Regions from separate parts of the Mus musculus genome. Here regions 1, 2 and 3 are each linked to region 4. The links are chromatin contacts, called in public ChIA-PET and HiChIP or PLAC-seq maps. All regions are on one chromosome and are shown on one strand. The core of a region is the stretch at or near the end of the contact, and the rest is flanking DNA. Distances in the headings are between cores, read along the strand shown. Region 1 overlaps Dlgap5 (DLG associated protein 5). Region 2 holds the start of Lgals3 (lectin, galactose binding, soluble 3). Region 3 overlaps Mapk1ip1l (mitogen-activated protein kinase 1 interacting protein 1-like). Region 4 holds the start of Atg14 (autophagy related 14).

Region 1 (3,194 bases), core at 542-3,041, 170 kb before region 4:
TAAAGGCGTGCGCCACCATTGCCCGGCTAACATTTTTCAAACTTCAGGTTAATAACAAGTCCAACATCTTCTCCAGACATCAGATTACAATTTCCTACTTGTTTAAGGTTCCTCTTCCCCCTCAGATGAGCTGCACACTTATCTATGAGCCACCGGAAGGACAGCTTAGGTTATGCTGATGCAATTGTGTAGAGAATGGATCAGTTTGAGCAACTACAAGCTAAACTTCATTAAGATACCACTTAAGTTTCTCTCCCCGTCCCTGGCAGGGCTACTCTAAGGGTTGGCTAGCTAATGACCTAAAGCGATGTCTAGGTTGTCTGCACACACTGGGCACTTTCTCTCACCAGAGGATACCACACTGCTTCTCTCCCTTGTACTGCACGGTACACTTCTGCCAATTGCATCAGGACCACTTACCAACTTCAGTCCTGGTGCTTTAAGACAGGCAGTGTTGCTAAAGCTGGCTCCAAACTGCTGGCGAAATAATCCTTCCACCTCAGCCCCTGAGTGGCTATGATTACCAACACTAGAGTTGGTTCCAACCTGAAATCTGAAGTCTGTTTCCTTAGAAAAGAGGAAGCCTTGCCCACATGTTACAGGGTTACATGTGAAGTTTAATTAGAAACATACGGCTGATATATATACTTTACCAGCTTAACCATATGGAACGATAGCTCACGTCAATACCACTAAACTCACAGTACACATGAAAGAGATACCTGCTTTCAAGACCATCTGAAAACGTCCGATCAACATGCTCGCTCTTGCTGCTCTGAGGGTCCGGCTTCTTCAGTGGCATCTTCTGTCTCAGAAGGTCCCCTGCAGCCCTGCCCTCAGGCACAACTTTGCTGGCAGACAGAGGTGTTCCAAATCTTTGAGAACGACGTTCAGAAGACAGGACTGGAAATAAGAAGAACAAGCCCCATAGCAAGTCTTTCCGGCCAGTCTCTGTTCAGAGAGGAGGCACAGAGCCTGCTCTTGTCAACATCTGTTACTGTCCAGTACCAGGGGCTTTGTGGGACAAGAGGATCGTCACGTTAGCCCGTGCTTAGCTTTCATATGCCATGCCTATGATGCAAAAGGCTGCCGAGAGGCTCAGTTGTTAAGGACACTGGCTGTTCTCCCGGAGGAGCCAGGTTTGGTTCCCAGCACCTAGTGATATTTCACGACAGCTCTAACTCCAGGTCCCGGGGATCTGATATTCTCCTCTGACTTCCACAGGCATCAGGCACACACGTGGTGTGGACAAAGTGTAGGTAAAGGTACATAAAATCAAACTAAAACTTAGAAAGAAAGACGAAGAGGTGCACCTCTACAGGAAGAATGTTTTAGAAGGTATAATGTAAATTAGCAAGTGGGCTATCCCTAGCTAACGCAGGCAACAAGTGCTTGGGTCAAGAGCGTTGACTCAGAGGAGTGGCGGCGCACACCTTTATCTCAGCACTTAGGAAGAGGTAAGAGATCTCTGTGAGTTTGACGCCAGCCTGGTCTATATAGTGACCAGCAAGGGCCACACAGAGAAACCCCGAGTCAAAAGAGAGTCTTTCCTGGTAAGTTGAGACATCAGCTGTATCCTGCTGTAGATGGTTACCAAACACCGCTGAAACATAGGCTAGTCATGGGAACAGGGGAACAAGAAAGCATTACAGATAAACTGCTGAGATACTCGGCTTCCTCCAACATGGCACTTGAGCAGCTGCTGCCAGAACCACAGTCCTAGCAGGAGGTAAGAGAATGACCTCACGTGGGTAGCGTACAGGAGACTGTTGAATACAGGGATGCGCAGTGGGGGCTGGTGGCACAAGCCCGACACCACATCCTCTCCAGAGGCTCAGACAGCAAGCTACAGGCCTGTGTGAGTCCAAGGACAGCCTGGGAAACTTAGCCAAGCCTTGTCTAAAAAGAGAGGATTTCAGAAAAGGAGGCTATGTCTGGAGGGACAAGTGCTTGCTAACCATATGTCAAGCTGAGTTTGCCCCCAAGGATCTCAAACACAGCAGCACAGATGACTCCCTCAACCCCCGTGCAGAAGGGCATGGCTGAGGGAAGTGTGATGGCTCAGGTCTGCTTCCTCTGCATTGTACCCCTAGCCCAGCTTGTCTCGGAACCTCACAGACAGACTGGCACTGCATGGCAGAGACAGCTATGGCATCACTTGGAGAACAGGCACAAGCCCGCACTCGTCTCAATATTTGATGTGCACGCAGGCTTGCCAGCACAGAACCCACTTCTAGCCATCAGCGTGTGGGCTCTTTCATGGGAAAGTCACTCTCCACCATTCACTCCAGCCCCCAGTTGGCCCAAACACCGCTCTTCAGTCTCAGCAAAGCTACAAACCTGAGAATGACTTCACTGGGCTCTCGATTCTGAAAAACCCAGCATCAAACACTATTTTGTCAACTTCCTTTGTGTTCTCCGGAGCTGCTGCGTGGGCCTGCACTTCCTGCTGTGGCCTGCCTTTCATTGCATTCTTTATGGCTGCAAGGCGACTCCTAGCTGCCGCTCGTCCGTCGTCATCCTGCTTTGCTTTGCTTGTTCTACCGGGCACAATTTTTTTCTGCAAGGAGAAATAGTAATTAAAGGTATGTTCATTACCACCTTCTCCTGTTCCTGTGGTACTGAGGACTGACCCCAGAGCCCTCCCTGTGCATACCAGGAAATCGTTCTTCCACTGAAGTTAAGTCCGTAGCCCTTTTAACTTTTATTCTGAGACAGGGTCTCACTATGTTGTCCCCCATGGCTTGAATGCACACCTGTTTCAGCTCAGGACCAGCTGATATTAAGGGGACATCATCCCACCGACTGAGCACCACCTTGTGGCGTCTGATGGTGTGGATGAAAACGACCCCCATAGGCTCATGCGTGGGAATGGCTGGTCCCCAGTCAGAACTGTTAAGGCAGAATTAGAGGTGGCCCTGCTGAAGTAGGTATGCCCTTGTTGGAGGAGGTGGGGATGGGGGCTGGTGGATGAGGTTTCATAAAGTTCTCTCCAAACAACCAAACAATGTAGAAGGAGAGACATCTGGTGGTCACAGGCAGAATTACAATTCTTATATGATAGAGACACTGATAAATTACTTTGAGAGCTAAACACACAATTAAGAAATACCCACAGTATGTCAGGAGCAAGTCTGTAATCCCAGCATCCTGGAAGCTGAGGCAGGAGGATTCTGCTAAGCCTGTCCCTGCGC
Region 2 (3,069 bases), core at 533-3,032, 190 kb before region 4:
AGACTAGAGCAGGCCTCCTGAGTGCCCCTGGAATGAGAGTTTGCGTGCACATTTCCCTCTGGTTGTGCAAAACTGGCCGGGACTCTTTATTAACACACTAATAATTGATTACTTTAGAGACTACAGGAAATCTGGAGAGCCAGGTGACAAGTGACAGCTGGAGTGCTCCGTGGCTTACATAAGCCAATGGTCACAGTGATTGTTTGGGGTTTTTCATTTTTGTTTTTGAAACAAGGCCTGACTGTACATCCCTGGTGGCCTCAAATCGCCATACAGACCAGGCTGGCCTTAAACTTGAAGGGATCTGCCTGTTTTTGCATCCCAAGAGCATGCAGATCCCAAGAGATTAAAGACATGAGCCACCACACCTACTACCTACAGTGATTTTTTAAAAAAATACATATATTTATTTCTAAAATTTTATTTACATGTTTTAATATTTTACACTTGATCTTAGCCAAAAGGCCGAGAAGCGATGTTTTAATATTTTAAAATGCATTTATATTTGCACATATGCATGTGAGCATGTGTATGTGGCTTAAATGACAACATTCAAGAGTTGGTTCTCTTCTTTCCTCTTGAGTTACAGGGATCAAAGTTAGGCGTCGGGCTTTGTAGCAAGCACCCTTACGGGATTATGCTTGACTCTCTATACCCATATTTTCTCATGTCTAAAATGGGATTTGTAAGCAAGGGCACAGCGACATCACTGAATGAGTAGAAAGATAAGTTTATTGGGGCTCAAACCACCAAGGCAATAAACATTCCCCTGCCCCGGGTGTGGGGAGAAGTCAGCAGAATGGGGGGCTTTGAGCTGTTACAGGCTGTTGGGATTGACCGGGAAGCAGGTGCCCTTGCCTGAGGTAGTTGACATTGGGGGCAGACTAAGGGAGATCCCTGGTCAACAGAAACCACCTATAAGCTTCTGTTTGTGCAGCCAGAGTCCCTCTGTTTAGGACCAGCACTGGCATTCTGGGGGGCTGCTTTGGACCTAATAGGATTAAAATAATGCCAACTCCATAAATGTATGTAAAGCCCTAGGCATAGAGTGGGGTGCATAAGTGTTTGGTAGATATTAGCTGATGTATCTGAAGCTGGGGAAAAATTATCTTGAATATCCTTAACCACATCACTCAAGTTTTTAATCTATATAAATGGTTCCAAACTGGTTATCAGCCTCTTGCAAAAGCGGCTGTTCCTTGTAACTATTTTCATATAGACAGAGCTACACCCTGTCCTCTTGATTTAACTGCCCCTTGCCCGTGCTGTAACTCTCCTCCAATCTTTGAGAAAACATCTTCCTAGGAATCAATTCACACATTCATACTACTTCATTCATTAATTCATTCGTCCACATTCATTCATTCACTCATCAATCAATCAACCAACAAATACCTACCGAGAACCTACTATGTACCACATTGGGTTTACCCAGCCCAGCAAAATCCAGAGCAGGAGTGAATGCAAACAGGGGCACCTCTTACATCTCAGATTTGTCAGGGACACCTGCTCCTCCCTTCCCTCACACTCAAAGTCACTGCCATTTCTGCGGAAGGCTTCAGGTGAAGGAATTAGGGGCAGGATGAGACCCTGACAGGCAGCTTCAGACAAGGGAATTGGGTGAGTCTGAGAGTCTGGGTGCGGTCGGCTAGGGCCCACTGCGGGGCACAGGTGAGGGGCACAGGCTGGCGGGCGTGTCCCAGTCCACTGTGGGGAAGCTCCGTGGTCCGTGGGGCGCGGTCCAGCCAGGCGCCTGCAGGGCGAGGGATGCTGCCCCGCCCTGGGAGGGCGGGCCCGGGGAAAAGAGTACTAGAAGCGGCCGAGCCACCGCCCAGCTCTGACAGCTAGCGGAGCGGCGGGTGGAGCACTAATCAGGTGAGCGGCACAGAGAGCACTACCCAGGTGAGCGGCGCGGGGCGCGGGGACCGGTGCTGCTCAGTGCACCAAGAAAGGGCTGGGCTCCCGGGAGATGGACGGAGGTGACCTTCAGGGTCCCAGGCGCTGGTCTACCGCCTTGGCTCTCCTGCGGGTAACTCTCGGAGAAAGTTATTCACGACCTACATACTAAGTCTCTTTGGGATGGCGGGATGCCAGCGGGCCCTGGGCACTCCTTCGAAGCCCTGCGTTAGAGTGAGCCACAACCTACGGAGATCCACCTTGTAGCTGGCCCCTAGCTTGGCCATAGGGATCAGGTGCCTCTTCTGGCACGTTGGGGGTGGGGGTGGGAGTTTGGAGACTCAAAAGACATCGCCCAGGATTCCTGACTCCTGGAGGAATTCCAGCAGGCTCCTTTGGTGCACGTGGAAGCCTTCCACTAGAGATCTTGCTGTGTGGTGCCAGTGAGTTCCACCAGGTTCAGCGGAGGTAGGGGCTATAGCCACCCGCTGCGTGCTTGACCGCACAGGACAGTGCTGCCCAAGCCCTAGTGCGCATGTGTCGGGATGAAGAACTACTGTAACCTCTAACATTTTTTTGTAAGCCAAGTGACTCATTCGTGACCAGTGTGGTTATTTGTGCAATAACCTCTAGATCTGGGTGGAGGAAGTCTTGGGTGTGGCCGTGTTGGTCTCAGAGTGCAGACCCTTAGCGAGAGGCTTTCAAAGGTTGCATTTATGCTGAATTATGTTACTCAAGCACTATTGCAGGGAATCGAGGATGGGACGGGAATGGGTGGGGAGGGGGAGTTGAGACTGAGGCTTAGGATTCCGGCTAACCCTAGCAGGGAAGCAAGTGATTCCTATTTGAAGAAATTGGAATATTTATAAAGCGACCCCCGGGGAGTAGGGTTTCTGGATAATGAGAACATTTGGACTTAGTGACCCGGCTAATTCTGAGGAAAAGAACAGAAACCAGTGTGTAAAAACTATCACTTTCTGAAATTCCAAGATGTTTGCTTCAAGTTTATAGTTCCGTATTTTTATTTATTTACCTTTGGGGGCAGGGGAAGTATCTTAGTTAGGGTTTTATTGCTGTGAACAGACACCATGACCAAGGCAGCTCTTATAAAGGTCAACATTTAATTGTGGTGGGGGTGGCTCACAGGTTCAGAGCTTCAGTCAATAATCCTCA
Region 3 (2,870 bases), core at 187-2,686, 250 kb before region 4:
ACTTCTTATTCACAAAAATAGGGGGGTTCCATGGAGATGTAGATGGTTCAATTTGCCCTTTTTGAAGTTGCTTCTCAACCACAGGTTGTGCGGCATCCAATTGCTGCTTTGTTCAGTCCAGAGGGGATACGTTTTTCCCATAGAATTTGTATAGACTACATCTATAGAGTATTAAATGTTAAATGAGCACCCCGTTGCTCCAAGACATCTCTTACAAAAATACTAACAGGTACTTGTAATAAGAAAGGTTTTAAAACAGCAGTTTGCCCATCTTCAGTAATCGAAGTAATCGAAGACATGATCTAAACACTTTGTTTAATAGAGATTAGAGGCTGAGAACCAATACCTTTTATTTCACAAGGTAGTTGTTGTACAGGCCAACTTAAAGGCCAGTCTTTTTCTGTAATTATAGTAATATCAGACCCTGTATCTATCAGACCAATAAAAGATTTACTATTAATAGAAATTTTTATTTGTGGCTGTTTCCCTTTATTCATAGTCCAAAAGACATTTGCCTGATTAGTACTTCCAAAACCCCAATATCATCATATTCTGATGATGAGTTGCATCAGAATATCCAATGAGTATATAAGGTAATAACAATAATTGAGCTATCCAATCTCCTTTCTTAAATTTGATAATCAACTAATGTAGCTATCATCATTTGAAGTCTTAATAGCATTAGTGTGTAGTAGGGGTTCTCTGGGTTTTCTGAAGAGGTGATTGTTAGTTGAGGGTAATATAATAAATACAGCAAGGATTGAACCCATATAATTGTTGACGTCAGGTCCTCCCCTGATTTACTAATTGAGCAAGAAGGGTACGGTGCGCGGTTAGCATTTTATGGCCTTTGGTATCAGTGAATCCATTCCAAAGGCTTATCCTCTGGTGCTATGTAACACCCAGAGTCAACAGTTCAGTGGGGAAAATAAGTTTAAAGGCAGTGAAGGCTCCACACTATGCACAAATGGTTTTGTAGTCTGGAATCAGATTTCTGCAGTTCTTCCTTTGCCTCTCCATAGGTGAGCGCTGTCCAATGCCATCTCTCCTTGTAGAATTTTACATAAATGGTTTTAGTGCATAGTTAGCTATTCCTAAAGAAGTGCATAGCTGATAACTATCTCCTAATGATCTTTGAAAGTTGTTTTTAAATTGTCTTGTCTAATAAGTTTCTTGTGGCTTAACAGTTCTATTAACTAGTGTTCCAAATATTGCATAGTATCTGTTCTGTGTACCTTTTCTGGTTCAATAAGATGCCCATTTGTATGTAGCATATCGTGAGTCCTGCCAACCGGGTTGGAGGTGCTAACGGTGTTTATGCATATAAGCCTAAGGGAAAGGCTGCCTCACCGGAACTAAAACCTCTCCTATGCAGTATTGACACATAGCAGGGGATTTTGTCAAGCCTTGAGATAATACAATCCATTGATAACGAGAGAATTCCAGGGAGGAAAAGAATTCTGTGTGCCCATTTTCCAGCTGTTCTGAGTGACTGGTGAAGACTCCGTAGCTTTGCAGCCAATTTTGCTCTGTGTCTGTAGGTTCGCACATTTCTACAAAATTTCAGAAAGTCAATAGCATTTCCCATCTGAGGTGTAATTAGTCCTTGGTGATCTTCATTGGATTATCAAAAGCCAGCTGTTGACTAAGAACTTGATCTTGCTCCTCTCTAACTCAGTTCTCAGGAGCATCTTTCTGGCTTCCTGTGAAAATCAGCATAGCACTCAGAGGGACCTTTTATTCATGTTACAGATAAGACAAGGGGTCAGATCCCGATGCTGTTTTTATCCAGGCAACTGTAGCTCGTCCTGAACGTGGAAGGGCTGCTGGAGGTATATCATGCGACTGATGCTTATTCTGGACACCAGGAATTCTTGCAGGCAATCTGATAGTTAGGACTGCAGTACTTGCGCTCCTCCTTTTTAAAGAAAATGATGTAAATGAGGTGGCTTAAAGTCTCACACAATCGCCAAATTTAATCGGAGCATCAGATAGTTTATACTCTGGCGTTTAAGAAGATTTATGTAAATGTACAATTATAAGCCTCACGTGGTGGAGCAAGCTGAAGGCAGCAAAAAACATTTTCCATAGAGGCATATAAAGAAATAACAATAGCCAGTTGTAATGAATAATCTGAAGTGAACTATCTGCTACATCTGGGAGGGGCACAAAAGCAGAATGTAAGAACAATTCCCTGTGTTTTGAAGAAACAGGTCACAAGACTCCTGTCTCGGTTTCTTGGAGTTTTCTTACAGGCACTCAGAAATCTCACATGATTCTAATTTTGAGCCCTGTTCTGACCGTTACTCTGCTGCTTCTGGTATTCACAGAGACCCACAATTATAGAAGTTGATTTTTTTTTCCCTTTTTTTTCTGTTGCAGTCTTACCATTAAGTTGACAGTGGATGAAGAGATGGCGCAATGCTTTTTGAAGTACATGTGTATGCACGAGAAAGCATATATAATGGCTGGTTTCGCTGTTGGTTGAGGGCATTTGTGAAAGAACTTTGCACCTCAGTTCCTGCTTCATGTGTTTGAATATGTAGAACATCACGTGGGTACAATCAGATAAATGTAGAAGCGAATCATTCAAGTGTGCTTAATGTGATTATGTGTATTGAATAACATTTGATAATATTTGTTTAAAGCATAGCTATGCCCTCAAAATCTAAATAACATGGATTATTGTTAGAATCTACATCTTAATTGACAACATCAAGTACTTTTTATAATCACACCACCACCACTACCACCGCACCCCACAGAACCAAGAACAATCACTTAATTGAAACATGACTCCTCAACATTTTGAGCTCCTCCTACCTACACAAACCTGGCCCTCTTACTATATTTATCTATTTAACTCTGTG
Region 4 (2,948 bases), core at 84-2,583:
CTGTTACACCAGTATTTTCAGAAGAAAAAGAAATGAGCCCCATTCACAGGAATAATGGGGATTAAAACACCCCCAAAATTTACATGTTACATAGCCTTGCAGTTAAATGCACCCGTATATGGATCCAGGATGTCTGGGTTTTAACTGTTTGGGGCCTTGGAACAAGGCATTTACTACGTACAAGTCTCCTCAAGTAATCGGCTGGCAATAACTTGCATGGGTTGTTGTAAAAAAATAAATGCTTCAAATTTAGGACTAAAAAATTGTTTTATCTGGACATAATAGCACACACACTTTTCCCAGCGCTCAGGAAGCAGAGGCAGAAGGATCTCTCCGAGTTCCAGGCAAGTCTTATTTATATAGTGAGTTCCAGGCCACCCAGAGAGAGCTACATAGTGAGACACTGTCTCAAACAAACATACTAAAAAGTTACCTATTTCGTTATTGTTGAAACAAACGTTAGGAGTAAAAGATTCTTCAGCTAAGCATTCAGTTTTCTAATATCTTAATTCAAAAGAAAGACAAAATATTTCCTTAAACGCAGTTCTTTTAACTAAGGACTTGCAACTCAAAAACACAGTCCAGTATCCCCAGTGACAAAATCAACTTTGGGATTACAGAAGGAAGTAACCTAGTCCTGGTCCTCGTTCACAAAGAGCTGTATCCACCTGTGACACAGACAACCAAGGTTCAAGCCCTCCTAACCAATTTAGTTCTCTGCGGATTCCTTCTGTAAAATGTATTTATGTCTGAAGACGGGAAAAGGTAAAACTACGCTTCTGAATGGGAGAACTAAGACTCCTCTACACAGACTTCTCCAGAAGGACTGTATTTCCTTTCCCCAAGTACCCAAGAGGACCCTAGAGAAACTCTGGTGGGTGGTGGGGAACAGCAACCTACGTTCACCTAGCACCCACCCCCACCCTGCCACTGGCAACAAAGCGCCAGCGCAAAGCAGCTCCATTCTCTTTTCCACACTCGCAGGGCTCCTGGGCCCGGCCTAGGGTGTCCAGCCTCCAGCCTCTGGTGGCTGGGCCAGAGGAATCAGAGAAGCAGAAACAATAGGGCCGTGGCGGCCGCCGTACCTCTCCCGGTCGCGGCCGTCGAAATAGACGAAATCACCGCTCTGGACGCACTTGGCGCAAGTCAACCGCCGGCGAGTGGTGTTGCACAGAGGACACCGCTCAACAGCCACGTAAAGGCCCTCGGCGTCGTCCACCGAGTCCACCAGGTCCCGTGCTAGCGCCCGCGGCCCAAAACCAGGAGCCTCGGGCGTCCAAGATCCCTTCCCACTGGGAGACGCCATGATGATCTGAGCTCAGGGCCAGTCACGTGGGATTTTGTTTTTATCCAGGTGCATCCTGGGCTCGGAGGCGGGGCCTGAAGGCCGGGGCGGGAAAGGGGGCGGTCCAGAGGTTGGGGCTGGAGCTCAGAGGCGGAGAATCTAGGAACCAGGGATCTTCTTGTCCTACTTCCCACACTCCTTGGCGGCTGCGCAGTTCAACCCTTGGAGTGGCGCCAAACGAAGCCTCTACGTTATGCAAAATACAGTAATAAGTGCCCAAGCATTCTCAGTGAAGGTGCGGGAACAGAACAAGGGATTTCATTTCATTCATTAAGGTTACTTTTAGGTTTTGGGCTAAAACTGCAAGGAGCAAGGTTGGGAGAGAGTTGGATCTCAAACTAACTGAAGTTTGACTCACCTTCCTTCTTAAAAGCTGTGGAATTTGAAGAAAATCTTTTAACGCCTCTGCCCGACTTTGTCTTGGTTGGGGATATACTTGCTATACCTCCATAACCAGAGAGGGTTGAGCAAAAACCTCCCATAGCAGGCTAACACTCCCGACATCAGTAAAAACAAACAAACAAACAAACAAACAAACTGAAGATGTAAATCAAAGATAAATGTGGGGTTTTTTTCTTTTCTTTTCTTTTTTTTTTTTTTTTTTGAGACAGGATAGCCCTGGCTGTCCTGGAACTCACTCTGTAGACCAGGCTGACCTCGAACTCAGAAATCTGCCTGCCTCTGCCTCCCAAGTGCTGGGCGCACGCCCGGCGATAAATGTTTTTGAAATCAGCTTTTAATGGATAGTGCTTCTACGTAGCCTCCATTTCCCTCGAGTTCCAGTCCTCCTGTGGCAGCCTCGTGAGCTAACAGATTTCAAGCGTGTAATCACAGAAATCTAGCTGTAAGCACAGCCAGAAAACTGAGTTCTATTGGCTTCTGTCCTTCCCTCTCCTCTGGGTCATGTTCTAAGAGAATTTGAACTCGATAGTTAGGATTTCCTCCTAAGATTCTTCAGAAAGGATTTTCTCTTAGCGCGGGTCGCTTGCGTGTAGCAGCAGCCGCTCCGGTCACCGTCACGAGGGGCGGGCAGCGGCGGGGTCGACAGCTAGTGGGGTGCAGCGCTCGCCAGTGGTCGCGATGAGTTTACCCCTCAATCCCAAGACTTCTCTCAATGGACTGACAGGAAAGCCAGTGATGGTGAAACTTAAGTGGGGCATGGAGTACCTGGTCTCCATGGATGGCTACATGAACATGCAGCTTGCAAATACAGAAGAGTACATAGATGGGGAGCTGTCTGAACATCTAGGTGAAGTTCTAAAAAGGTGTAATAATGTCCTCTACATCAGAGGCATTGAAGAAGAAGAGGAAGATGGGGAAATGAGAGAGTAGCATCTTGGAGGATTTTATATATATTCTATACAATAAAGATTTGGGTGGTTTTTTTTTTTTTTTTCAAAAAAAAAAGATTCTTCAGAAAGAGGAGGTTTATATCAGAAAAAAAATTTTTTTTGATATGCCTCTAAACCATAGAAGGGAACAGAAGTAAAGCCGGAGGTCCAGTTGGACCAATGATTCTCAAGAATGGCTTCATCAGGGTGTCCACTGATAAGGTCTGAACTCTTTCTCCCAAGTCACACTGCCAGCACTCAGAGCTGCCTGC

What was found. ChIA-PET counts read pairs in DNA pulled down with a chosen protein or histone mark. HiChIP or PLAC-seq counts read pairs in DNA pulled down with a chosen protein or histone mark.
Region 1: an RNA polymerase II ChIA-PET map of memory CD8 T cells shows a contact between it and region 4, with 19 read pairs. The contact joins the enhancer-like site here to the promoter of Atg14 in region 4. A contact is called at or near these places in 3 of 39 promoter capture datasets (the HPC-7 cell line, HPC-7-derived erythroid cells and fetal liver), 4 of 484 Hi-C or Micro-C datasets (the G1E-ER4 cell line, embryonic stem cells and stem cell-derived epiblast-like cells), 4 of 115 datasets of contacts at active chromatin or transcription factors (embryonic stem cells, memory CD8 T cells and stem cell-derived neural progenitor cells) and 3 of 9 other capture datasets (adipose tissue, liver and pancreatic islet).
Region 2: an H3K4me3 HiChIP or PLAC-seq map of intestinal villus epithelium shows a contact between it and region 4, with 5 read pairs. The contact joins the promoter of Lgals3 here to the promoter of Atg14 in region 4. A contact is called at or near these places in 6 of 39 promoter capture datasets (the HPC-7 cell line, HPC-7-derived erythroid cells, embryonic stem cells and 3 more), 7 of 115 datasets of contacts at active chromatin or transcription factors (the SCID.adh cell line, effector CD8 T cells, embryonic stem cells and 3 more) and 3 of 9 other capture datasets (adipose tissue, liver and pancreatic islet).
Region 3: a contact with region 4 is called in an H3K27ac HiChIP or PLAC-seq map of extraembryonic endoderm stem cells, with 4 times the contacts expected there. The contact joins the enhancer-like site here to the promoter of Atg14 in region 4. A contact is called at or near these places in 1 of 484 Hi-C or Micro-C datasets (nephron progenitors), 5 of 115 datasets of contacts at active chromatin or transcription factors (bone marrow-derived macrophages, embryonic stem cells, extraembryonic endoderm stem cells and 1 more) and 4 of 9 other capture datasets (adipose tissue, embryonic stem cells, liver and 1 more).

Annotation. Positions count from the first base shown.
Region 1 is chr14:47,393,415-47,396,608 of GRCm38.p6, forward strand. It overlaps Dlgap5 (DLG associated protein 5), which reads right to left. Exons shown (of 19, transcript NM_144553.2): 14 at 2,341-2,560; 15 at 723-903. Among named protein-coding and RNA genes, the nearest start is that of Lgals3, 21 kb to the left of the region's middle. Within about 2 kb of position 1,792, at least 74 of the 459 cell types and tissues checked have an H3K27ac peak or open chromatin away from gene starts, as enhancers often do. A contact at or near this core is called in the HPC-7 cell line, adipose tissue, memory CD8 T cells and 1 more, where this site is marked.
Region 2 is chr14:47,372,078-47,375,146 of GRCm38.p6, forward strand. It overlaps Lgals3 (lectin, galactose binding, soluble 3), which reads left to right and starts at 1,783. Exons shown (of 6, transcript NM_010705.3): 1 at 1,783-1,875. It also overlaps the pseudogene Gm52166.
Region 3 is chr14:47,317,030-47,319,899 of GRCm38.p6, forward strand. Mapk1ip1l (mitogen-activated protein kinase 1 interacting protein 1-like) reads left to right here. Exons shown (of 4, transcript NM_178684.6): 4 at 2,383-2,870. The coding sequence ends at 2,394. Among named protein-coding and RNA genes, the nearest start is that of Mapk1ip1l, 20 kb to the left of the region's middle. Within about 2 kb of position 1,437, at least 2 of the 459 cell types and tissues checked have an H3K27ac peak or open chromatin away from gene starts, as enhancers often do. A contact at or near this core is called in extraembryonic endoderm stem cells, where this site is marked.
Region 4 is chr14:47,567,101-47,570,048 of GRCm38.p6, forward strand. Atg14 (autophagy related 14) reads right to left here and starts at 1,334. Exons shown (of 10, transcript NM_172599.4): 1 at 1,086-1,334. The coding sequence starts at 1,306. It also overlaps the pseudogene Gm6616.